Regions from separate parts of the Hordeum vulgare genome. Here regions 1 and 2 are each linked to region 3. A link is a contact called in public Hi-C data. All regions are on one chromosome and are shown on one strand. The core of a region is the stretch at or near the end of the contact, and the rest is flanking DNA. Distances in the headings are between cores, read along the strand shown.

Region 1 (4,197 bases), core at 1,556-4,055, 340 kb before region 3:
TATAGCTTCATAACTAGTGGAAATATCTTTCATTATGATAAATGATTGTACTACAGCATGCATATGATGATAAATAAACAACATTATGGACAATGTGTTGTCTTATATAAGGACATTACCAAAATAAATTGTTCTCTTACAAATTATTATGTACCCTAACATAACGCATTTCTGATGGGCTCAGGGTTGTCATACAACACAAAGCATGGTTGAGTTACCAAAACATGCACAAAAGTCAGCAATACAATACTCATAAGTTGATTCATTTACTCAGTCCCGAAGATTTCATTAAAATTTACAATTGTATTTTACTAATAAAAACCATCCTTCCCCCACACGCCATACTTTACATAGGTAACCATTCCGGATCCTATTATGGCACGCTTCTGAGTTGAAAAGGCTGTCAAGCCCTTTGGATTTAGTGCTCTTGCCATCTTACAGCCCTTTAATTGCGCTCTATAATATTTTAAAGCAACAATCCATCACAGAAACATAAGCAAAATACAACGACCAAATAACCATGGCTAGACAACCGATTTCATAATTTTATTCGTACTACTCCCTCCGTTCCTAAATATAAGTCTTCAGATACTTCAATATGGACTACATATGGAGCAAAATGGGTGAATCTAGACTCTAAAATATGTCTATATACATCCATATGTAGCCCGTATTGAAATCTCTAGAAAGACTTATATTTACGATCGGAAGGAGTATATGCCAACAAAAATAAGTAGTGTGGTCATAATTCACCAGAATCACAACTGATAGATGGTGTATATAATTATTCCACATGCATTATATTCAAAGCCCACATATATCCAGTCCCCAAACAGCATGTTCTTCACCCCATATTCAGATTATATATTTGAGCAAATTCAAAATGCAGCACAAAACAAATAATATATCAAGCACTAAGTTGAGTGAAAAAATAAATCATATATCAAGTATTAAGCTGAGTCATTGTTTTATAGTTTCCATTTTTAGCTTTATGTAAGCACAATACAACTGTCAGGATTAGGAATAACCCATTGTAAAAAATAAGCCACAAAACGTATTAGCTCATTTGTGGAAATTATAACAGTGTGTCAGGGAGTGCTAATAATACACCTACTGTCCACTAGCTGGCATCAAGATATTCTATGGCTTGTACTTGTGAGTTCAAGTGTGACTATACTGTAACTGAATGCCAGAGCTGTTGATAATGTCAATGATGTGCTGGTCTCCAACCAGCACACATGTTGCTTAATGTCCGCGAGTTAAGTCTGCAGGGACATAGTACTTTCAAAATCGTTGTACATGCCAAATTGGTGAATGGTATTCAACACAAAGTTCCATACACGAATTGGTCAATGCAGGCATGAAAATAAGGTTTAGTGCTGCGATAACTTACGTGACATAGCCATTGTTGTCGATATCTGCAGCGAGAAACTCTGACACGGTCATGTCTCTGGAGAGCACCCAGTTGGCCATTGCACGGTGCCTCTTGTCGATCCTCATCTCCGCCAAGTAGAGGAATGCCCGTGCCACGGCTAGCGTGGACACAAGAAGCCACGCAGAGGCAAAAAGGCGTCCATGCAGCGTCCTGAACGCGTGATCGCCGTACCCGACCGTGGTCACCGACATCACTGCAAGGTAAACGGCATCAAGCCAGCCCATGCTCTCCACCTTCCTGAGCACGGTGGCCCCAACGCCGACGCAGATGGCCACCACACCAAGGGCAAGGGCGACCTTCATGCGGACGCGCATTCGGCCCTTCTTGATGTCAAAGATGTAGTTGTGCCTGTGCTTGCGTGCAGAGCGGGGGTTCTTGATTGCGGTGATGAGGAGGTGCTCCTGGAGGTCGAGCACATAGGACACCATGCCGGAGAGGAGGATGTCGACGAAGCCGAAGCCGATGAGGACGAAGGATATGGCGAAGAGCTTGGCGGCAGGGCTGGCCGGGGTGATGTCCCCGTAGCCGATTGTGCAGAGCGTGACGATGCAGAAGTAGAGGGCGTCGACGACGGGGTGGGTGGGCCCGGCGGAGGAGGTGAAGTTGGCCGGGAAGGCGGCGTAGAAGGTGACGCCGAGGGCGAGGTAGGCGAGCAAGAAGAGGAAGGCGTGCAGCACGATGGCCGGCCTCCGCGGCGGCGGTGGCGGGTTGTGGTGGTCGGCCTCGGCGGAGGCGGCGAGGACGGCGGCGCTGAGCGGCGCCATGGCGGGCGCGGTGCGGGAGCGGTGGAGGTTGGTGCGGCCGCTGATGAGATTGAAGAGCGAGGGCGTGGTGGGCTGGGGCGGGGCCTCCTCGTCGGAGGGAGGGGAGGAGGAGCAGGACGGGTGGTCGTAGTCGCGGAACGGGTCCGCGTGGCCGACGGAGATGCGGCGGTAGTGGTGGTGCCCCGACGGCGGGGGAGGGGGAGGGGGCGGCGGCGGCGGCGGCGGGTGGTGGGGCCCGAAGATGAGGCGGTCCTTGTAGGAGGAGGCCGGGGAGGGCGGCGGCGCGGCGTCGAAGTTGGAGACCGGCGCGTGCTCCGGCAGCGGGTGGAGCAGCTGCGGCGCCGTGGTCGGGAGCAGCGGGTCCGTGTCCATGGCCGGAGACCACCGACCGGGGCCGGGCGGGGGGGTTTCTTGGTTGGATTCTTGATGAATACCCTCGGGGATTCCTCGATGCGGCCCGAGATTCGTCGGGATTTTGAGCGAGGCGCGACTCGGGTTCTTATCCTCGGGGTCGCCGGTGGGGATGAGGTGATTGAAGGTCGAATGAGGAGGAGGAGGAGGAGGAGGAGGAGGGAAGGAGGGAGGCGGAGGCGGAGGCTGCGGGACGTTGGCGATGGCCACTTGACGACGGCGATGCCTATATTTCTTACGGGCTAATTTTGTCTCGTTTCTCGGGCTTATTATTGTTAATTAAAATGAGATCGGTTGATTTGTTTACGGACGGTCGATCTCGTGAGCGGCGGGAGACGGATCGATGATGCAACGCAATTATAGCAGGGCACATCTCATCTCATCTCTTTTGTCTCTGTCACCGTCAACTAGCCAACTAGGTTTGGGTTTGTGACCATACAAGCCGTTGGATTGAGTGTGTAAGCAACTGTTGAGGAGTTGTCCCACACGCCGCCGACTGTGTTTCCCGACAAACAATTTCATACTCCCTCCATCTAAAATAAATATCTTTAAGCTTCACGCAATTTTGTATTAAAACTAATATAAAATTAAAATACTTATATTTTAAAACAGGAGGAGTATTGCCCATCGTTGATGATCAAAAATTGATAGTGCAAACTAGGATAAACCGAAATAAAATGTAGATCAAGAGCAAACGCGATTCTTTATTAAAAGCAAACAAAAACATAAAAAGTTTTCAAAAGCCATCGTCTATACTTCACGTATTGCGATGAAGGATATATCATGCAGACGTGGAGCTGAGGTTTAAGTTCGGTACAATATCACTTCTACGCCTTTGCAGCGTCACGCGGTCCTAGCATGAAAGACACTTCATCTACGTGCCAAGCGCGTATCCAGGTTTCTCCATCTCCTCGCGTCGAGTTGCTCGCTAGATGCCATGTGAACCAACACAAATGCCGTCGAAAGAAACTAGCGTCTCTTGCGGAATAGGTTTTCCTACTTGGTGATTCAGTACGCTACCAAATGTGTTTATGCCGCCTTTGCTAACCGTTTTACGTGACACAAAGATAAAAGCGTGAGATGTTTGATATCGTTACGTCGCGGGATACACGTTAGACATGCTCCTTAGCTCGAACATGTGTCAGGGAGGAGATGGTTCAGACACATAGGCAAGGTACATGGAAGATAGAGCTTGAGAGAAAATATGGAAACGAATAGAGGAAAAATAAAGTTGACATTTGCATTAACCGCTAGGGATGGGATGAAGAATACTTCATCATGATACATGTTAGACATGCTCCATAGCTCGAACATGTGTCAGGGAGAAGATGGTTCAGACACATAGGCAAGGTACATGGAAGGTAGAGCTTGAGAGAAAATATGGAAACGAATAGAGGAAAAATAAAGTTGACATTTGCATTAACCGCTAGGGATGGGATGAAGAATACTTCATCATCTGGCAAAGGCGGCAACAAAGGCGAATAAGAGAGGGTAAAAGAGTCAAATCATAAAAGTGCGGTAGTATCTTTTATAGTATCATCATAAACTAATGACAATTTATGTACCTCAATTCGTAAAGACTGAAAA
Region 2 (4,196 bases), core at 1,188-3,687, 380 kb before region 3:
GTCGAAGGCACATCGTCGTCATCACTCCTTCCTCATTGAAGACGGACAAACCTTGTTCTTTTTTGCAGGTGAAAATTGTATTACTCACCTCATAGAATTATAATCTTCAACAACTAGCTAGTTGGTCAGTTTCCTGAGGACCAAACCTAACCATGCCATGGTTCTACTTTCGGGACGAGCGGATTTAGTTAAACTGTCACTAACCCTATTTTTAGGATCGAGGAATACGAGTAATACGGGATTCATGAAGACTTGAAAGATGTCTAATTTCTGTAACTAGCAAAGAATAATCTGATCTATCAACTTTTGTAGCCTGAATTAGCTTTACTGTCATAATTCAGTCAATCTCAATGGATATTGGAAGATCACTTCTTTGCAAGGAAAAGGAGAGACCCTCTGTGCATGCATGTAGCTCCCTTGAAGACCATATCTGCACAAAAACAATTTCATAGAGGTCGAGAAAATGATATTACCCATGTTGTCCCTAAGCATCATGCCCATGCAATAGACAATCGAAAAGTCATCGTGATAAAACCTTACATGACCAGCGCACGAGAACAACAAGCACCGCCAATGAAGAGAAGCGTGGGTTAAAAAGATCTAACCTATAGACACACAACCACTGACGAACGAAGACCTGATCCACGTGGATCCATCGAAGACAAACGCCAACCGAATCCCATGAGACCAGCCGGAGACAAACCTCCACACGCCCTCCTAATGATGTTAGATGCACTACTGGAATGGGGGCTAGACGGGAAGAACCTTATTCCATCTTTAGAGAACCGCTACCGACTCGCCTCTCTAAGTAGAACATAAACCCCTGCAATACTAAAAAAATCAAAATACGAAGCCACCCCTCGGCAAAGGCCGGGATTCACCACGCCTCCATGGCCCTAAGTCCATAGAGAACAAGGCAAACCGGCAGTGGCGCCAACGGGAGGCACAAGAAACCCGAGTGTCGATGACGGCTAGGTGGAGGAGGCGGACATGTTGCGTGCGTAGATCGCTTTTTTTTCAAATCAAGTCAATAATTAGTTTGTCTCAAGATTCGCCGTTTACACACTTGTTGCTTTCCTAAAATTAGTGATCAATGTTTGTCAAGTCTTTTCCTCTCTTTCTACAAACCGGTCCCTCATATCCTCTTTATAGGTCGACATGATAGCCTGATCACCGCTTAGACAAGAAAGAGAAGAGAAAATGTGACCAATTGGACCCTTTCACTTTGTCCCATTTGTCCGGGTTATGAGCAAAATCTCATATCCAGCTCATATATGAGAAGGATATGAGGACTCACGAACATGACCTACCCGAAACCACCTTTGCTCTTTTGTTTATTCTATATCTTTTCATCCCCACCAATCACATGTATGTGATTGACTTTCTTTTACATAAATGATGGCTTAAAACCGACATTGTACGGACACACTTGTGGATATTTATAGAGTCAAATCTGAGGAGATCGTAGATGCCATAGCTTAGTACTCCCTCGACCCGAATTACTTGTTCAAATTTGTCTAGAACTCCAGATACAAATATATCTTGGCACATTTTAGTGTTAAATACATCTGTATCTAGATAAATTTAAGACAAGTAATTTGAAATGGAGGTAATGATATCTAGACAGTCATTTTTTACATTTGCCACACATGATTTTCGATGATGTGTAAGACAAATGAAGGGAAGAGAGAAACAATATGTTTGTAAATCTAACACAGTTTGTAACATGCAATGATTTTGTTGTTGTGTTGATGATGTCTGTAATTCCCCTCTCACAATTTGTTATGGCTGAAATTAGACTATTTATAGACAGGTTATTGTATGGGTTGTTTATATCACTATCGGTAGATAGTGGCAGGAGGAAGAATTTTTACTGAAGTAGGGCAGATGCGTGGTCACAAAATAATATTGAGCGTGAAGCTTTTTTCAACTTCAACACGCGTGTAATTTGAAGTTGCAAAATTCAGGGTGTGACAGAAGCCAAATCTCGCGAGATTGCCGCCTTTGCCATCGTCTGCAGATGACATATAAAGATTTTACACACAGTTATTGTATAAAGTATTTGTACATGTCCGTGCTAGGAGCGTTGACAAATAACTACTACTCGTACCAAGTACACCAACTAGTCACTTTGTGAGATAAACTACAATAAAATCGTAAATGCTCATGTACACACAACACACGTACACACACTCATACTCTAGTTATATGAGCATTTCAAAGATATTAAGCCGACACAACATCTTATGTTGAACCTTGATAGATTGGTAACCATGTGGGTTACGCTCGGTTCACATTTGAGAAAAGATTTTGGGATGTAGAAATACATAATAATGCAGCAGTCTATGGATTGTAGGGTGCCTTACACAAAACTTGGTAAGACAAGGACCTAATTGAAAATAGGTGCAAACCAAACCAGTTTGTCTTGGGCAGGTTTGGGCTGCAATCTGGTCCTTCCGAGCCGGTAGCACAGAGGGAGAGAAGGTGGGAGGCGAATCTCGTGGAATTCTCTCTCCACTGCTCGCCGGAAGCCACGAAATCGCCAACCCACGAATCTTCCCTCACAACCAGTCCACACCGCCGCGCCAAGTTCCGATCTTGCCGCCCGAGCTGCACTCCGGCCGTCCCCAGTCCCCCCGTTCGAGCCTCCCGCCGCGAATTCCGCCGGCTCGTCGACCCTGGCAGGTGAGAAATCCTCGAATTTCTTCTTCAATTCGTTTTGGCCGCGGGGAGGATTCACGGATTTTACCTGCCTCGTTTCCCCCCTCTTGCTTGACCCAAGTAGTAGTTTCCATGGGTGGTCGGAGAAGAGCCCTCACGAGGCTGACCACGGTGGGCCCGCCTCCTCTGGGGGGTGGCTGGCATATGGTTTTCCATCAGGTTCTTGGGGCATCGTAGCCCCTGACGACAACCTGCTATGTTTGGCAATCAGCAGCTGTTAGTTATGTTGGGGGTTGCTCATCTTCTTGCCCTGATAAAAGTGTGAGCTTCCATGGAATACATATTTTGTCTCGCTGGCCAGTTGTTTCTAATGAGAGAATAAGAGGTCGGGATCACAAACAACCATCGCCAGGGCTGTATTTTGGATGAGGTGGCAAACTCCTCTACATAGGAGGAGTTGAGAACACAGAAACTCCTGGAGCTATCGTTTTTCTGTATTAGCATTAGTAGGATGAATTGGCGTTTCTTTCGCAAAAAGAACGATGAATTGGCGTTGAGAAATAAAAACTTTTGTTGGAACGTTGGCTAGAGGTTTCTTTGAAAATATCAGCCCCTTTGGTCCATAACGGGGGGAGGTACTCAATTCTATTAGATTATTCACAATTGATGGCCGTCTGGATGACTAGAATGGCTCATTTTGAGCCACCACCTCACCTATTTGTATCCGTGCTGTTTTGTCTTGCTTAGTGGCCATGAAATTGACCTACCTGAGCTGATCCAGGGCCGCAAGCATGAGCACGCGATGGTGCGCGGTCCCAGCTGTGGGTACAAGTATTCCAATATCAGTTTGTGTTGCCTCTGTGACTCGCATGATTTCATTGACCTGCCTTGTAAATAGAACGACCAGTGGAATGATGGGATAAAGGCATTAGCGCCGATGAAAACAGAAAATGGCTGTTCACTCTAGCATTCTTGGTAGAATATGAGAATTTGAGTTTGTTGCTATGGGCAAATGGCATCTTTGTGGTCTGTTAGCGCTCTCAACTCTTATCTACTAAATTGAATTAAACACTCTCCGTTGTCTTAAATTCAATGTGTGGTCAGTCTTCCTTGAAATACCCGGGTTCTGTTTGAAAAATTGCCATACCATATCTTACTGTTTTTGTCTGTCATACATGTTGCAAGCTGGCGGTCTTTCTCAGTAGATAGGGAGTGAAATATGTCATGGCACCTTCATATTAAGTAGTTATATTTTGTACTTTCATCAATGCAAATTGTTGGTGATGCAAGTCAGACTCCCCCTTCTATTAAAATAGCATGGTTCTCTAAGGAAATAAAATAGCTTCTTCTATTTGGCTCCTTATATCATTTTTTCCCTAGATGATGAACAGTATACCCACCAGCACTAGAGTCTAATCGTAGCAACTCAGTCGCTCACCTGCAGCAAATGGAATCAGGTGAAAACAACATGGGCTCGAATGATGGACCAAACAGCAAAGCTAGCTTGGCTGCGAGGCAACGCTTACGGTGGACAG
Region 3 (3,943 bases), core at 693-3,192:
TATCAAAGCAATGGAATAAAAAATATTTAGATGTTCTTACATCGTACATGGCCAATCATTAGGACCAAACAGCCCAGGAGGACCACCAACAGCAGCAGCAGCACGACTGCCTCTTGCATCATCACTACCACGGCCTCTACCCCTACCACCACCACCACCTGATCCACTAACACCAGCAGGGCGAGAGGCTCCACAACGATTACACACACCACGGAAGGCAAAATTTACATTGCCACAGCTGAAAGAAGAAATCATATAAGAAAGGATAGAGTACATAGTAAAGGCCATACTAATTAGCAACAAAAGAGAAGTTGCTCACCAATCGTAACAGACCTTGTATTTGGACACATCCAATCTCCATCTTGCTGCCAAGCTTTTGCTGGACCATCACCACGTCCTCTACCCCTGCCTGACCCGTTATCCAATTCATCTTGTCCAACAATCTCAGCATCGACGCTCACATTGGTGAAGTTATCAACTGTGTCTTTGTTTTTTGACTCAGCTATGTGAACCTGGATGATGCTTCCATGGAAATCCTTATTGTTGAACCATTCCACAGCAGCTGAAGCAGCATGGGGATCTTCATAGGTGACTGTTGCATCACCCTTTGGTTCATTTGTAACTTTGTCCCTGTATATCCAAATCTTTGGGTGGCCAGTCCTTTTGTCCTTCTGATGAGATACGAGAACAAGAAATGACAAATATATCATGACATGGAATTAACAAGCGCTTACAAGACCATTCAAGAACTTGCATGTGGTTGCGAAAATGTTACCTGGTAAGACCCATACCTTTAGCAACCCTATGGTGCCAAAATATTCAGCCAACATGGTCTCATCAGTTCCAGGAGGCAGATTGCATACATAAATAGAGCCATTTGGGGGTCCGCGAGACATATATCCAGCCATCTGTTAACACAAAGGTCAGATGTGGATGATTAGTGCAATTCCTCAAAGCATGTTTTTGAAACAATATCACAAGCACAAAAGTGCAAATGGCAAAAATAGCAACGAGAAGAACAGAGCAGGCCAGGTAGTAAACAGGAAGAAGATAAAAAGGGGGATACACCATGGATTATTAACATATCATAAGCTTACAAGAAAGTTACTCCCTCCGAGTCGCTGAAACGGATGTATCTAGCACTGAAATACGTCTATGATACATCTGTTTGAGCGACAACTAATATGGATCGGAGGGAGTGCCCATAATGCTAAGTCACTGGTTCAGCATGGTGAAGTTAAGTGGATGAGATATGAACAACCTTACATCATTGTTTAATTCAGGGGCTGCATCGCATGCAATAGGTAAACCTGATGGCATTCTTAGTTGCAAAAATTGACACATCACATGTTAATTTGTGATGTTACTGCATTTTAGCAGAAAACTTGGAGAGGATGCATATTCCATCACCAAGCTGGATGCACATGAAGAGCTACCAATTTGACATGTCTACTTATCACACGTAATACAACGACAATTGCAGATATATTTAACCAACCGTACAAATGATGGGCCCAAAACACAGCCCAAAATCTAGCGCAACATTCAAACAACAAACAGATGACAAGGCTGACAGAGAGCACCAGAACACCGTGTTTGACAACTGGATCAGAGTCGAGGTCCTCAACGATATTTTTTACCAGCGTGAGAAATCCAACGGGTCACGCATGTGAGTGTTGAGCACATAGTCTATAGAACGTAACTAAACCCCCGTCGCTGAAGCAGAAATCCCTTGAATTCCCTCACCGGGCGACAAACCGCGGCGAGCGAGAGGGGGCGGCGAGGCTTTACCTAGTCCGGGATGCGCCGAGGTTGACGGCGCGGATCGAAGGCGTGCGCGGAGGACCGCGCGCCTCGTGCTCTGCCGACGGGAACGCGGCGGCGGCCGCGTGGTTGAGAAGCCGCGACGGCGCTAGGTTTGGGCGGATCTCAGCGCTCACTGCGTGCTTGGGGATGGCGTTTCGTGGGCGATGGGCACACGCAATTAGGGCGAGGGCAGGGCAGGCTGAGATGCTGGGCTTCTGGGCTGTCAACGTTTGTCAGCTGGGTTGAAAAGAAATGGGCCAAATTCGGTTGGACCGGTGATTTGTAACCCCTGGATCCCATAAGACTCACAAAAAAAACGAATATTTTTTTTTAAAATCCTTCATGTATCACCTTTCGCCGGGCAGACCAGATGGTTTTTCAAACACCCCACGCCGCACATGGTTTTATTTTAGCTATTTATCAATCTTGCAAAAAGAAATAAGATCAACAATAGTTTATTCCATTACTATAGTGTTACAATCCTTTGACAAGAGATCGTGAATGCATAGAAGTCCTCTGTCGAACCACATACTCGTAGCTGGCTCAGAGAGAACAACTGTTGAAGAAGCTGGAGGCAGCTCGTTCATTACCAGCTACTAGACCGACGACTTGGAGCCCACCTCCAGACCAACACGCAAAGCTGAACGTTGATGCATCAGTAGCGCGACATGAAGGTTTTGGGATGGTTGCAGTGATTTCTCAGAACGATAGATGCGCCTTTCAATGGCATCGACGATGGTTTGTGGAAATATTGATGATCCCGAGATACTGGAGACGTTGTCGGTCCATGAAGCACTAGCGCTTTGAGATGATTTTTACTTGCAAAAATATGGTGTTGCTTATGATTGCGAAGTGGTCGCGGAGGCTATCAAATCTGAAATGATGCATTGTATGAGGTTGTAGCACATGAATTAGTAGAACAATCCAGAGTCTTTTTTTTCTTTTTGATTAACCATGAATCTAGAACCTCGAATATAAAGGCTAACAGACTTGCGAAGCATGTTTTAACGTTGGTTAGGCCAGCCGGAAAATCTTGGTTTCATCTTTGTAAATTTCGTGACGGTTGAATAAAGTTTAACGAGTTTGTCTCAAGAAAAAGACTAATGTTTATCTCTCCTTTAATAATAATAAATCAGTTAATGCTTCTGTCGTACGCCATGATGTTTTTACAAAAAAACTCCTCCTATTTTTGACAAATCAACCCGCAGTCCCTACTTTAGTTGATTCAGAAAAAACGTTTCACTTTTATAAAAAAAACTTGTAACCCGTCTCTGCCCGAACCGGACCGCACCGCCGCGTGCAGCTCCCTCCTGATCGAGCTCCCCTCGCGCCCGCAAGCCTCCTCACCGGTGACCCCACACCGCCGCCACGCCCCGTCGGACCTCCGGCCGCTCTGGCGCCTCGCCCCTCTCCCTTCTCCTCCTTCCTCTCAATCTTCTCGCATCTCTCCCTCTTTCTCGCTGAACAGGGACCTCCAGGAGGGCCATGGCGCCGCCGGCCCTCAATCTCGCCAGATCTGACAGCGTCCACGCCAAATCCACCGAAAATGGATCCACCACGGCCAGATCCGACCGGGCCTCGATCAGAATCTCCATCAAATCTCGCCGCATTGCAACTTCCAGAGTAACGCCCAATGTCGCCGGCGAAGGAAAATCATCCGTCGAGCCGTCCATCCCTGAGGCGGCTACACCAAAGGTATGTCGCCTCTTGAAAGTTAATCAGCGATATAAGCCCGTGTTTTAGTTTTTTTTTTTGAAAAATTGGTGATACTTCTGATTGCTCTTCAGATTCTTATTTCCCTCTCAGTTCTATGTATGTTCCTGTACTTTCAATTGAATCTTCAGTTCTCAAAATTGCTGCAACTTGCAATCAACCCTGATGAAGAACCTAGATGCGTAGATTGATGTGTAAAAAAAGACTAATGACTTACGTTTTAACTTGGGGTATGCATGGATGCATGTGCGTACCTACATCTACTCACAGTTCAATTAGCATATTCAGTGTTCTATGCATCATTGTTCATCTTCTGGCCATACAATTCCAGAAAAGAAAGAGTTTCGGCAACAGTTAATAGGAAGTGAGCAGGGAGATAATGAACATGTAAAGCAGTTTTTTTTAGAAAGTAAAACTGGAGTTC

The links. Hi-C and Micro-C count contacts between places; a contact is called where the count stands out from the background.
Region 1: a Hi-C map of seedling shows a contact between it and region 3, with 4 times the contacts expected there. The contact joins the promoter of LOC123398233 here to the promoter of LOC123396356 in region 3. A contact is called at or near these places in 1 of 6 Hi-C or Micro-C datasets (seedling) and 1 of 1 datasets of contacts at active chromatin or transcription factors (embryo).
Region 2: a contact with region 3 is called in a Hi-C map of leaf, with 4 times the contacts expected there. The contact joins the promoter of LOC123452608 here to the promoter of LOC123396356 in region 3. A contact is called at or near these places in 2 of 6 Hi-C or Micro-C datasets (leaf and seedling).

What each region holds. Positions count from the first base shown.
Region 1 is chr5H:381,892,509-381,896,705 of MorexV3_pseudomolecules_assembly, forward strand. It overlaps LOC123398233 (two pore potassium channel c-like), which reads right to left and starts at 2,806. Exons shown (of 2, transcript XM_045092727.1): 1 at 1,394-2,806. The coding sequence starts at 2,571.
Region 2 is chr5H:381,847,707-381,851,902 of MorexV3_pseudomolecules_assembly, forward strand. LOC123452608 (myb family transcription factor PHL7-like) reads left to right here and starts at 2,438. Exons shown (of 7, transcript XM_045129288.1): 1 at 2,438-2,685; 2 at 4,119-4,196. The coding sequence starts at 4,130.
Region 3 is chr5H:382,229,880-382,233,822 of MorexV3_pseudomolecules_assembly, forward strand. It overlaps LOC123396356 (transcription initiation factor TFIID subunit 15), which reads right to left and starts at 1,943. Exons shown (of 8, transcript XM_045091310.1): 1 at 1,792-1,943; 2 at 792-908; 3 at 334-671; 4 at 41-238. The coding sequence starts at 908.